Linked DNA regions of Sander lucioperca: region 1 is linked to region 2. A link is a contact called in public Hi-C data. All regions are on one chromosome and are shown on one strand. The core of a region is the stretch at or near the end of the contact, and the rest is flanking DNA. Distances in the headings are between cores, read along the strand shown. Region 1 holds the start of LOC116047765 (U6 snRNA-associated Sm-like protein LSm3). Region 2 holds the start of ywhaba (14-3-3 protein beta/alpha-A).

The links. Hi-C and Micro-C count contacts between places; a contact is called where the count stands out from the background.
Region 1: a Hi-C map of liver shows a contact between it and region 2, with 18 times the contacts expected there. The contact joins the promoter of LOC116047765 here to the promoter of ywhaba in region 2. A contact is called at or near these places in 2 of 2 Hi-C or Micro-C datasets (liver and muscle).

The regions. Positions count from the first base shown.
Region 1 is chr16:1,795,382-1,802,539 of SLUC_FBN_1.2, forward strand. It overlaps LOC116047765 (U6 snRNA-associated Sm-like protein LSm3), which reads left to right and starts at 5,369. Exons shown (of 5, transcript XM_035993227.1): 1 at 5,369-5,506. The coding sequence starts at 5,486. LOC118493447 (a long non-coding RNA gene) reads left to right here. Exons shown (of 4, transcript XR_004895402.1): 3 at 2,186-2,190; 4 at 4,313-4,385. LOC116047767 (a long non-coding RNA gene) reads right to left here. Exons shown (of 4, transcript XR_004104469.2): 4 at 3,376-3,468. LOC116047766 (a long non-coding RNA gene) reads right to left here and starts at 5,108. Exons shown (of 2, transcript XR_004104467.2): 1 at 4,989-5,108; 2 at 3,501-3,607.
Region 2 is chr16:1,622,617-1,629,996 of SLUC_FBN_1.2, forward strand. ywhaba (14-3-3 protein beta/alpha-A) reads right to left here and starts at 2,106. Exons shown (of 7, transcript XM_031296752.2): 1 at 1,929-2,106.

The DNA.
Region 1 (7,158 bases), core at 4,119-6,618, 180 kb after region 2:
CTCTCTCCTAATCTCACCTGTCTCTCTGTGATCTGTTAAATTAATACGAAAATAATTCAATATTTAAAAAGAACTTTTGGATTATTTGATTTGAAAATTTACTTCAGTGGAATTATTTTTCATTTTAGGTTTAATTTTTAAGGGTACAGCAGTGTGCCACTTTAAAAACCGTGATGATGAATGACATGTTCTTGACAGATTATTATTCTTTTTTTTCTCCACTTAAACTTCCCAGCATAGTTCAAATCTGTTGGCAGCCGAAACGCTGAGTGGCCATGAAGAGAAAATCTGTTTGTGGTCCAACACTGACCTGCTGTGGACGCTGCTGTGATAGCATCTGCCTGCTTCGACAGTAAATAGGCCTCACAAATACAGTTTTCACATTTCAAAATATATGCTTGTTTTTTTTTTCAACTTTGTGATTTTAATGGTGCACTGTGTTTTAATATGTATAATCTTGTATGTTTTATTTAATTATATTAAGAATTTTTTTTTATCTGTGAAAAGCGCTCTATAAATGAATTGTACTCACTTACTCATGGTTCAGTTGTAAATTCTTAATGGTTAGATTGCTGGAAAATAAGTAGGCTACCTTTCTTAGATTTATTGGCAGCTACAAACAACATGAAGATGGCTTCAAGCCTTTTTATTTTTTTTTTCCTGGCTGCCTTTTGAAATACATTTGTCTGTGAGGTTTTATTTTTTTCCTTCATTTGGTTTTCTGGATCCAGCTTAAGATCCACTGTTGGAGAGTAACGACATTTTATGTCTTGAAATGACACCGCAACTATCAAGCCATAAAAGAAAGCACTGATGTTTTAAAGCATGTTTAGTTATATTTTACGGTGTTTGGTGTTTTAAGTCCCCAACGTCGTCTTCCAGGCAGCGGTGCCTGGAAGGCACTAGGATTAGGCAATGGTTAGGGTTAGGGGTTAGGTGCCTGGTTAGGCAATGGTTAGGGTTAGGTGCCTTGAAGTCGACGGTCGCAGCGCTGCCTTGAAGTCGACGTTGGGGGCTTAAAACACATCATCACATCATTTAGTAATTCTGTGGTGGTCACTACTTTGTTGAGTCCATATCAGTTCATAAAAGCCACCTGTTTCCACCCCATACTAACAAGCAAAAACACCTTCTGACCAGTGTTTCTATAGTAACAGTGACACCTGCTGACATGTGCCACGCCACCATATGCATGATGTTACCATTTCCAGGATTGGTCTGGTGCAGAGTTCCGCCGGATGTCACTCTTTATGGCCGGACGTCCGTCACCTTCCTCTTTCTTTGTGTTGGAATTTTAAACTCTGGTTGATTTATGAGGACTATGGTTAACTGCTCCTCAGATCTCTGCAGGGTAAATCCAGACAGCTAGCTAGACTATCTGTCCAATCTCAGTTTTCTGTTGCACGACTAAAACAACCTTTGAACGTACACATGTAAACCAGAGCACGTTTTTCTCTCATCCCGGAATGCTGTGTGGACTAGCCAGACCCTCCTCCGCAGCGCTGTGGAGGAAGGTCTAGCAATGCGAGACTAGGTGCCACCAAGTGACAACAAAAAGAAAATAAATGTGTTTTTCTAACGTTGTGGAGCGAGAACCACAAGGAGAAATAGTTAGAGGCTGCAATGACCTGTTGGAAAATATAGAGCAGCGAGAAGAGTTGTTTGACACGCCATGTTTATTTTGTTTTGAAAAAGATCTCAATTTACCCAGAATAAACTGCACTTCAGTGGCTGGGTTGGCTCAGTGGGTAGAGCAGGCGCACATATACTGAGAGGTTTATGTCTCGAAGCAGAGGTCAAGGGTTCGACTCCGACCTGTGATGATTTCCTACATGTCTTCCCTCTCTCATCTAGCTGTCTTATCAAAATAAAGGCAGAAAAGCCAAAAAAAAAGAATCTTTAAAAAAAACCCTGCAATTTAGTCCTAATTAAGACAGTCAAGAATCTTTATGCAACAGATGAATGCATCTTAAGTCTATTAGTTAGTTCTAAGCCATTGTCAAAGTCTAACATTGTAATACTGGCCTGATACACATGTACTTCTTGCCAATCTTAAGTAGTTCAAATGTGCAGTTAATAGTGTTATTGCGGGGGTTACTCATTGCACGCTCAATAATATTGTAAACCATATATTATGAAACACATTTTCTACTATTCAGCAGCTGTCACTGATTGTTACCATGAGAACAGGTCTTTAAGTTCTAAATAACTTTTTTATGCTTAAAATAAGTTGGGCTTATACTGTAGAATGGCAGCAACATGTGTGGCCTTGGCTACATCAAACCCTGTTTCCCGGAACTACATTTTTAATTTAGAAATTAAGCTTACGTAACAGGTCATTTCACAATGGTTAATCCTCAGTGGTTGTCAGTAGCCATATTTCCTTCCTTTCTAAAAGCTTTCCTTAGAAAAAATGCTGTTGCCCTCTGCACTTTGTTTTACATTCTAATTTCAGGTATTTTTACTCCTAAACACAAGTGACATCATCATCATTCACCGACAATGAAAGATTTAACAAACAACCTGTCAAAGTGACAAAATGTGACTTTATTATATTAATGTACACTACCGGTCAAAAGTTTGGGGTCACTTAGAAATTTCCTTTCCACTCCATTCCAGACAGAATACCAGCTGAGATCAGTTGCATTGTTTTTTTAATGAGGGCAGCAGTTTTCAGATGACATTATGTGCTTACATAACTGCAAAAGGGTTCTCGACTGTTGTAGAAAGAAGTGGCTGATCTTTAATGCAATATCTACATTGGCCATCATCAGCAACCATTCATCCAATGTTCCAAAGGCACATTCTGTTTACTAATCTGATATCATTTTAAAAGGCTAACTGAGAAAACATTGGAGAACCCTTTTGCAATATCTAAGCACATAATGTAATCTGAAAACTGCTGCCCTGGTTAAAAAAAACTATGTAACTGATCTCAGCTGGTATTCTGTCTATAATGGAGTGGAATAGAAATTTCTAAGTGACCCCAAACTTTTGACCGGTAGTGTATACAGTAGGCATCAAATTCAGACATTATTTAAGAGAAATGACAAATGAGGCGACATTCTGCCAGAAAAAAGACTTACATTTTTAAAATGTTCTTAACTGAGAACTCAAAGCTGCAGAGACAGTTTTGTCAAAAGTTTGTAAAATATTTAAAAAAAGAAGTGTTTTAGAGTAAATTGATACCCAGTGATCTGTCTTTAACAACACAATTATACAAAGTTCAAACACACAGTTCTCCTTTCTTGTTAATGTCAGTGTTGCTCAGTGTAACTTAATAAGAAAGACAACACAAACAATGCAATAAAAAGTAATCGTAAAATTGTATGTTATGCTGTATGACATCTAACAACTCCTGTAATATTACCAGACTTCCCAGGAGAACTACTTTTAATTTCCTCACTTTCTTTGCTAAGAACACACTTCTATCCTAACAACCACGCTCTACTGCTACACTAGCGATAGCTTTGGGTTTTTTGTTTTTACATATACGTAAACAATAACCAATAGATACAGTTTATTACAGCAGTTTAAAACAGACGGATTCTCTCAGTTGGACTGCTGTTGGGCGTCACCGTGCTGCTGGTCTGTCCCACGTTGGATTCTGCAGGATGTGATAAAATGGAGCAGAGCTAAAGAGAGAAGAGTGAACAGAGGACAACAATGTTATCACAGTCTGTTACAGTATAAGGATTATTGCACCATCTACCTTTCCTAGGACACCGCCCCCTTCTGTGTGAGTTAATGATTACTGATAAATCTATTTTTCCCTCTCCCTCTGTACACTCTGTATCTGTTTCTTAAAGCAGAACAAGCACGCACAGAGGTGCAAACACACACATATCTAGTGCTTTCAACATGTGAGTCATCTGTCAAACGCTAGCGTAGTTTAGTGTCACAAGTCATCTGTTGTGTTTAGTTTGTAGCAGGGATCTCTTCCACCACAGAGCTATGCTGCAGCCGAGGGTGGAATGGGTATCGCCACTGCTCTGCTCTGCCTCCTCAGCCTGCACCAACACCCAGTATGGAGCACTGGGCTGAACTGGGACAGGAGGCACACACACACACACACACACACACACACACACACACACACACACACACACACACACACTTTATATGAACAGAAAGGAACGTAAACACAACAAAGTGAAAGTAAATCCCAAGTAATGGTTCCAGCTCCATTCTAAATAATGATGTACAGTAGCCTACTCTTGGTACAGCCAAGGTATTATGAACACACATATACATATATATATGCCGCATATATATATATATATATATATATATATATATATATATATATAAGTAAAATGCAGTTCAAACAGATGTTGGTTTGAATAACTCATTACATTTCTGCATGAAGAAACAGACGACACGCAGATATGATATATTGTGTTAAATTATTTTTAGTTCATGTTTCTTGTAACTAAAAACGCATATTAATTAGCCTAGTTACACCCTTAGACATTTTATTCAACTTTCCAACCTAGTGAAGGAGACACGCATATAGCCTACGTGGCATAACGTTAAACACATTGGGAATACAGTCACATGATACAGCCTAGCTAAGCCTGGACATAGACAAGAGATAGCTTCATACATGGATGTTTCACTAAAATAAACGCCTAAATGATGTGTGCATATTTATTTACGTGGATAAATCTCGCAGTGTTCTTCTCACATTTACAAGCTGATTATAACGTGCAGTCAGTTGACGATATTATATTATTGTTTTTGGTTTTTTTACCCTCTTTTCTATCTTAATTCAAGTGGCTAACACTTAGTTTAACCTGAGCTCACAACACTGACATGCAACGCGATAGTCTGTAAACGTCGCTGCAAACTGGACAGTTGTTGTTTTACAGCATAGTCGCTCGAAATAAGACAATAGCCTGCATAAATACATAGGCGTCTACCTGGTGAATGAAAATTAGTCTAAAGTCGCAACAAATACTTAAGTTTGGGGGTGAAAAATCCCTTACCATTGCGCAGTTTGCTGTATGCTAGCTAGATATGGAGGATGGAAAGGTCTGGAAAAAGAAAGAGGAGGAGAGTGGTGGTACTGCTTATCTATATCTAGCGGTTGCCAGGTTTGCAGTTTATCCTCCAGCACGTATGAGTAGTGCGTACTGTGGTGGGGGGGGGGATGTTTTCAGATCATAGACTGTAAAAAAAAGAATGGACAGAGCAAATATACAGTCATTGGTTCAGATCTAAATGATTACTATTTTTTTTTTTCACCACTGCATCACGTTATTTTGTTTGCACATTGCTTTCAGTACATGCAAACAGGTGTTAACACTATACTTAACCGAACAAACACTGTTCATTGCTATAATTATCCGTCAGGTTAATACAGGAGAAATTACTTGCAAACAAAAGTGCAGGCCCGTCCCATGCCCTGTTATGAAAATCGCGTGTTTTTACGGACCTGGCACCCCCCGTACCGGTCAAGCCACACGACGCAGACTCAAACCCAATGGCGGACGAAGTTGAGCAGGTTGGTGCAGCAGCGGCAAATTGTACAGTTATTCCTTAACACAGCGTGTGTATATTTACCCTAAAAGCAGGCCAGTAGATAGTTTTACTTGTGTGCATGTTTTAGTGGGATTAACGTGTCACTTTGTTTGTTTAGCTCTGGTAATAGCGGGGAGCGGCCTGTCAAACAAGCTAGCTAAATTAGCCCGGTTAGCATGTAATGCTACCGTCAAAATGATAAAAACGTGTTTGATTGGCGGTGCTGTTTTGTTGACCAGTCAGAGCTAAAACGGCTTAATATAAGACTACACAGTGTTTCAGTTAAGTTTTCTTTTTTCTTTGTTGTGTTGTTGGGATAAAACCTGGTTAATGGAAGACACTGCAGGTAAATAGGGAAACTATTTTAACAGATACAACCAAGAAACGTCCCAAGTTGATTAACGTTAACAGTTAACGTTGCTTACATTTAGACAACAATTTATTGTTTTACATGTTTTTTTGAACTAACGTTACTACGTTTAAATTGGCAAATGACGCATTTTCTCATCTCATTTGCATACATTTCCACTACAGAAATCTAAAAAAGAGATATCCAAAATTCCCTCTGTAATAAACCTTTCACTCCATATATATCAGAAAATACGGTCAACAGCCATACAAAATCTATTTTCGCCACGTTTTAGGTATACAATCTTACATAAATCAAGCTATGAATGATCAATGAACAAGCCCATCTGTAAAAACCTTCAGAATAGGCTATAGACCTATGGTTTTATTTCAGTTAGCCTAATAGCTGGTTTGATCTGCTTTGAGAGATGATCTTATGGAAAGTACCCCATGCCAATCTCTAGGTATGGTGAAGGGAATGTGATGATGGGGGGCTATTTTAATTCCAAAGGCCAAGGGAACTTTATCAGGATGCACAGTATCCTGGATCCATGAAATAACTGGCCTTTAAAAATAAAAATCTGCCTGCCTCTATGGGAATTTAACATAGGGGTGTACTTACTTATGCCCCCTGTATTTTAAGGAAGAACATTTATTTATTTACGATGCATTAATCATTCACAAAGAAAATTGGTGTCCTTAAATGTTGTCTTTTTCCTCATTTTTTTTTAATTAAGGCATTAAGATCAATTTCCAAAAGATGATTTTTTTTATTCCTTTTTTTAAGTCAACTTTAGCATGGGTGTATTCACTTATGCCAAGCACTGTATCTATGTTTGAATATGTACTAAGGCCCAAAACCAAAAGTTAGCAATAGATATTATTGATTTGTATTGCCTTCATTGTCTCCTCTTAAACAAGTTTAACTTTTTTTTTTTTAAACAAATGTGGCTGGATTTGATTTTTAACCGGCGACAGATGTGTGTATAGAAATGTAGAAAACCCAGTGGGTTCTATAGTGAAGAACACAATATTATCTCATCGACTTTTCAAAGTAGAATTAGCTATGTTTTTAATGGTACTACAATTCACTGAAAACGAAAAGAGTTGCAGGACTGTCCTCCAACAGGCCACGCGTTGCTCCCCAAACCCTTTTTCTGCCATTTAACTCAAGATGACCCAAAAGTTTTGGTTTGGGTTTGTAAAATGTTGATGGACAAGTCCAAACTTGTCTGCACCGTGTTTTGGTGTGCATGCTCAGTTAGAAGCTGTAAGACAAACACACAC
Region 2 (7,380 bases), core at 856-3,355:
ACCAAGTCGACTAGTAAGTGAATCGTCAGACGGCATGTGGCACTCACACTGTGCTGTCATTCCGGCAGCCGTGCTATGCCTTCGAAGCTAATCCGTTTCATTTTAGCCTCCTCAAGTTAGCATTTAGCCTTGGGTAAAAATGAGCTTATTGCAGTTTAAAGTGATTTAGCGCTGCAGCGAGCCGCACATCTGCTAGAATTGATCCTGATTGGTTTCTTCGGCAAGCTACAATTGTCTGGCACATCACCAATATACTCAACATTAGCAATGCTGTTATCCGACCACCTAGCTAGCGTGCATCTCTGTTTCCATGCCCGGGCCCCTTCGCCGTTGTTGAGCATATCCGGTCTGACGCAGTTTCCGCTCTATTTGCTGCGTTTTTCCTGGGCGATCAAAGTACAAATAGAATTAATTTACACACATTTACGAATTTACGTGTACATTTTCATGTATGTACATATTACTATACAAAATTGACTTCTATGAGAGAAAACAGTTAAGAACTTTACTTTTTAAGTGGAAATTAAGGAGCTTTTACTGCATAATTTGGAATTGTTGAAGCATGCCATTTCATTGTGATGGACGGAAGTACGGTCCCGGATGTGTTGACAGCATTGATGTTAATTTGGATAACTTGTTAATACCCCCGAAAACCAGCAGCGCCCAGTGAGTTTTTACATCGGAGATATAGCATGGGAGATGAGTGTCCGAGTTGGGCTTTTCCCCGACTCTTGTAAAGACAAAGCTAAAGTAAATGGTTAAAATGATATTCGGTTAGAAAGGTAAGAAGTTAGCCTTTAGTTTAACACCATTAAATTAACTGAAAACATTACACAATCATTTCTATTTGTGGTGAAAAGGACATTTTGACACACTGTTGGCCACAAACTGTCCTAATCACTACAGCTAACACTAAGGTTAACAGGCTTATGCGCACCGAGAAAATGGAGAAACACCATCTTCAACAGCAGACCGAGATACACTGAACAGCTGAAAAATCATTGCCTCAGGAAACGTTTTGACAAAACGCTTAAAACAGTTCCCCAGTCCAGTTCCCAGTATCGGGGTTGTAGCGTGTGTTCGGCCTGCTAACAACTACGCCCTCCTTGTCGCATTCCCCTGCGGAATTTTAAGATGGAGAGATAGATTACCGCTACGGCCGTAAGTTAGCTTAGCTAGCTAGCTGTTAACGGGACATGACCCAGTTCAATGTGTTCCGACACCGAGCTATTAGCTGAAACAGTAAGATGATTAAATACGGCTTCTGTTCCGTTTTCACCGTTATCTTATGTCGGTTAAATGATATGTAAAGAAAACGTTATTGAAATTGAGGTCGCATTTGATGGGAAACTCCCGGGAAATAGGGAGGGTGTGTTAGCTTCTATAGCGTTTCACTACGCCATAACGGAGCGGAGCTAGAGACATCGTCAATTACGCTGTTATGCGAATAATGAGGCCAAATATGTCGGTTGTCCGGGTATAGTTAGCAGCTCAGTGCTAGTCGTACGTTATCCACCGTGCCATGTACTGGCTGTACTTTAGCATTAGCTACTAAAATGCTGCTTTCTCGACGGCTGCTAAGCTGTCAAAATGGCCAGACTTGGGTGCTGCTTCTCCCTCCCAACACGGCACCCGCGCACCACGCATGGCATCGACCGGAGTCTGGGCCTTCAAAATCCACGATCTATAGCACATTGCACAGCACAAATAGCAAGGGCAACCTCATGCCAGGTGTTTTTGTGGGCCATTTCTCGCTATTTGGCCACAAGTCTCGGCCTAAATCCTCGCACCCAGCCCCAAACCACAATAGGCACCTTCCGCCGCAAAGGCAAGGAAAGGGGCCACCGCTGGGGCTGCTGTGCCCCCCCGAAAGAGTGTCCTTACCCTGTATACAAGACAATAATCGAGTGATATGCAGGTGAACTCACATTTAGAGCGTACTAGAAATCCCGATTTTATTCTCTGAACGATGGGAGTTAATCAAGCCGTCCTCCGCTCGCTGCTCAGGGTATTCAGGGCAGTACCACTTCCGCCTGCTCTGACACTTCCGCTTCCTCTAAACCCCACCCCTCCCCCCGCCAGTATCCATGGCGACCGCGCCAGGGGGTTTCCTGAGCATCTTGCAAGGGGCTTTGACGTCAGAAAGACCATGGCAACCGCTACAGGATGACGTGCGCCGGTCTCCGTGGCAACTGTCTCCATGTCGTATTTGAATTCACCATCGTGTTAGCTGACACAGCTTTGTGTGGGTTACACAGATTTAAATTTTTTTTTTTTTTAATGTATTATAGCAAGCCGGTCGTTTTCTCCCACCACACCACCTACACACACACACTACTGCAAATCCTGAAACACACAGTCCATCAGCAATCATTCATTTATCTTTTCAACAGCTAACATTAGAAGGCGCCTTCTTAATAATAATACATTGAATTTCTTTGCTCTGATTAATTTGTGAAGGTTACAAGCTTAATTTATTTGTTATTTGGTTGCACAATTACATGTAAGTTGTAGCATGTTCATGACACACATAGACCATGTTCAAATATTAAAATTATAATAATTATAATTAGCCTCAATGTAGCTATCATATAGGCTACATATAGGCACATACAAGACGAAAGCTTTGTCGGAAATCTCTCTCGTTCACTCATTGGCTGTTATATGATTACAGTGATCTGCACGGTCATGGAAAACCTGGAATTTCAAAATCTGATTTTCCAAGCCTGAACAAGTCATTGTAGTAGTAGCTAAAATTCAGTATTAGTAAAATTCTCGAAATTTTGGAAAAGTCATGGCATTTTGTTTTGTTGTCTAAATTGATTGTTAAAGTAGCATCATCTTCCGTAGGCCTATCCTTTATGCACTGCATTAAGAATACACTAAAAGTACAATCGGCTCCGTTTCCCCTCATGCTTGAAAGCCAGTGCCAGACTGATATAAGTGCTTGTAAAACTTTATTATTATATTATTATTATTTTTAAATAAAGACAATGTATTGACAGTTCCTGTAGTTTGAAGTATTTGAAGTAAATATGACCATAGAGACATTTAAAAAAACCTGTTAATTTGGAGTAAAGTATGTTTGTGTTATATGTTGCAAATGGTCATGGACATTTTATTATGGGTCCTGGAAAAGTCATGTTAAAGTTTTAAAATGTTGTCCATGGAAAATGTGTGGGAACCCTGTAATACCTAAATACTTTAAAGCTAATTGACAATTAATAAATTACACTGTAGCAGGGGCCCTAAAGTACTGGGACGTGTATCCACCCAGTAAGAAAATAATCTAATGGCTTAAAGCACTTTTAAGCATGTTCTATCTGGCCCATACATATTTCTTAATCATAATATTAAACATTTAATTATTTGGCAAGGTTGCAAAATAAGCAACTTGTCAACATGAACACTTTAGCTGTTTTATTTTTAATTTATTTAGTTCATTTATTTTGACAGTCCCTCCAGGGCCCGTTACTTCCTGGCCAGTGACCCCCATGTTATTACAGTTTGAGACCCTTTCTCCAGTGAGCGGTGAATTGTGAGATGCCAAACAGTTGTGAATCATCAACATCTTGCATCATCACTGACAACTACAGCGTCACATAACTGTCATTTTTGTATGTATGTATATAATGCATTGTGGTAGCCTGACGTCGTCATACTCAGATTCTAGTCAGATTATGAGTCTGATACTGCTCCAGTGGGCTGTGATTATGGGGCGTGTTTCAACCAAACCAGGAAAGAAAATGCCTCTGCACTCAATTGGATAGACCTACAACCAATCAGAGCAACAGAGTATGTGACGTCCCGTAGGAGTGACGGCAAAAACATCTTTCCGATCGACAAATGCCTTGATCCCGGTTCTCTGTTCCTCTTTTAAAATGAATGCGCTGTCGATATCTTCTATAACAGACGCTATGGCGGAATCTACACATCTCAATTCTCCAGCGGCAGCCACCTTTATTGTAAACAAATTCAACCCAAGCGCTCTTTGGTGACGTGGTTAATTACGTTACTGTTGATCATCTGTCCATCATCGTATAAAGCCCGCCCTGACAATTTGATTGGTCCAAACAGCTCTGGTTCGAGCATTGTTGCTCCACAACGGATCAAGTCCAGACCGAATTTCCCGACCTCAAATGTTGTGGGCGGGGCTAAGTTCGGCTGGCATCCAGGCTAGCATTGTGAAGTGTGTTTTTAAAAAGTAGTGCACATTAATGTAAATGGACTGTATATAGCGCTTTCTAGTCTCAATGACTATACTCAAAGCACTTTTACATAGCACAGACACACACTCATTCATCCACTGGTCGACCATGCCTCAAAAACTCCCTTTTCCATTCCACTGATGACATATTTCAGGGCACTATTTAGTAAACTATATATGTAGTGAGGCATTTCACTTTGAGCTCAAATTGTCCACCTGCTGCCGCTGCCAGATGTAAAGTCAGGATGTGTTATCTGGAAACCATCAATTTCTGCACCAAATTCTGTACCAATCCACTACAAAGATGGTTAAGGTGGCTAAAAAGATGTTTGGATATCACGTGCCTGAAATAGAGTTACTTTAAAAAAACAAACAAATCAAATAAGAAAGATTCGATGATAATAAATAACAATAATAATCAAAGAGGTTAAGCAGAAGGAGAGAATTAGAACGCTTCTGACATGATTTAATGTCAATTCTTTTCAGGCAAGACACACTTTATGCAAATGAGAATGTAAAAAATAAAGGATTGATGCAAATTGGAATATAAACTGAAGCAGCGGCTAATCTGCGAGCGTTTGTGATTTGGCTGAGGACTTTTTGTTCTGCAGTGAAACTAATCTTTTGAATGGTTTTGCTTCGTTTTGTAAAAAGTAGTGCGCACAGAGGACATAGACACTATCTTCTGAAGTTGAGTTCATTCTAAATCAGTATTTAGGAGTAACACAAGACCAGAAAACTAGTTAATCAGCTAGCGAGCAAGCAAACAGGAAATATCTAATCAGTCACCAATCAATAAATCAAATCAGCCAGTGATGTCAGAAGTCCAGGTGACCTGCCTCTTGCCCAGTGCATGCTGGGACAGTCTTCTGCCTCCCATGCACCTGTGCATCATGAAGAAAAAGTACAAATGGTAGTCGGAGAATGACAAAAAAAATAACTAAGAAAAATGAAACAGGTACAAATAACTATGTGAGAAGTGACATGTCTAATACTTTTTAATATTTATATTTATATAAGTAAGTCAGGAGAACTGCTGCTTCTCTGTGCTGTACCTCAGCGTGGCAGCCACTAGATGGAAGCAAAGGCTGCTGGGAGTTCTAACATGACTCAGCCCTGCTGTCTGTGCTGCACTATTACAGTCAATTAGTCACTCATTTTAAATAATAGAATCTATCTTTTGAAAAATGTTGTTAAACCTATATTCTATATTATTCAGAGTTATATTATTTTGCAATTGTCTTTCAGATCTAGAGTAGAATATAGACTAGTGCTTATGCTAAATTCGACTAATTTTATGAATTTCGATTTCCCTGCGAAGGAAACATTAAAGAAAAAGAAAAGAAGAGGAGAAAAAGATTACGTTACGAGAAAACATTATGCAAATGTCTGGAAGAAAAAATTGAAAAACACTATTTTGACATTTAAACTTTTTTTAGATTCTTTTTGGGGCATTTTAGGCCTTTATTTCTATAGGACAGCTTAGACATGAAAGGGGAGAGAGAGGGGGAATGACATGCAGCAAAGGGCCACAGGTCAGAGTCGAACCTGTAGCTGCTGCGTCGAGGAGTAAACCTCTGTATATGGGCGCCCGCCCTACCAGGTGAGCTAACCAGGCGCTCAGACATTTAAACTTTAAAAAACATGAATCATACTCTTCTTCTCAAATTTGACCTGTTTTCAGAAGGTTGCTATGCCAGAAATGTGGGTTTCTTTCAGCCAAATTGTCAATAACGTGGATAGTTCAATACAACGCTCTTCACAAGTAAAATAAATGATCAGGTCACTACTTTCATTGAATTTGGGTGTTTTGTTCAATATAATAGCATTTGAAGAAAAATTGATAAAAGAACGTTAAAAACTCACAAAAAAATCAGAAAAAGCGCGGAAAAAAACAAATGTCACGAAAAGTGACAAAAACGTAAAAATAAAAAAGCGAAATTCTGACCCAGAAAAACAGAAGGTTGCATGGTCGACGGGAAGACAACACAAGGGTTAATGTACAGCACCTTTCAACACAGGGTTACAATGTGTTTTGCATGGGTAAATCAAGATTTTGACATTTCAAAACGACAAATGTATTACAAAGACTCTAAAGTAATTTGGCATTTTGAGTAGAGTGCTTTGATTGATACATAATTCTGTATTTTAAGTTTTTATTACACTTTACTTGACCATATATCATGCACAGTTATACTGTCTGGGCCACCACTTGTCCCACCTACAGTACCTATAAACATGATTCTGAAAATCCAAAAGAAATTTGTGAGAATGATTAGTTTCGCTAAAATATGTGATTCATCTGCTCCTCTCTTCAGAAGACACACACTTTGAGCCATTTTGAATGGGAACAGATATCAGACCTGTGTGTCTATGTATAAATACAGTATGTACACCTGATCCAATACTTATATTATAATAAAAAATGTTCATGCTGTCCACAGAGATTCACTCACAATACAAAACACTCTGAGGACATTCATCTCCCATTTTGTCAGACGTCCCTTAACCAATACAATTGAAATACAGAGGAGCATCTTTCTGGAACAATCTACCGGCATCACTACAATCAACATCTACATTATCATCATTCAATTTTTTTTTAAAAGGTCACTAATCAACAATGACTTTTAAGATCTTATTGTAGCCTAAGCCATCGCATTTTGTACACTAACACCCCATTTTATTGTTCTTTTTTCTAATTGTGTAACTAGTGTTACTTGTATGGGCGGAATCTTAAAAGCCTTTTCTCGGCTTCTAACCTCCCCTGCACGGTGTTCTACCTGGTATCAAGCCTTATTGTTTAATAATGTGTGAATATACTAAACTAATAAACTAAGCTAATGAGATGAGTAAACTCAGGCAGCTAAAAGTGCAACAAAATGACATATAATATAAAGAGATTACATAAGTAAGATGAACAAATAAGTCAAGAATAGGGCATAACTGTCACCAGAAAATTTGACATATATTTTTTATATACCCTGTATGCTTTGATCCTCAATTTAGGGAAAATAAAAACGTCACCAAGGAAACCATAAATAGGAGAAAAAAGTAGCTATTGCTATTATTCTGCATGTTTTTTTTTTTTTACGATATATTCTATTATTTTTGGCTGTACTGAATTATCTTACATCTGCTGCATCAACTGTGATCTTGATCCCGTCATATCT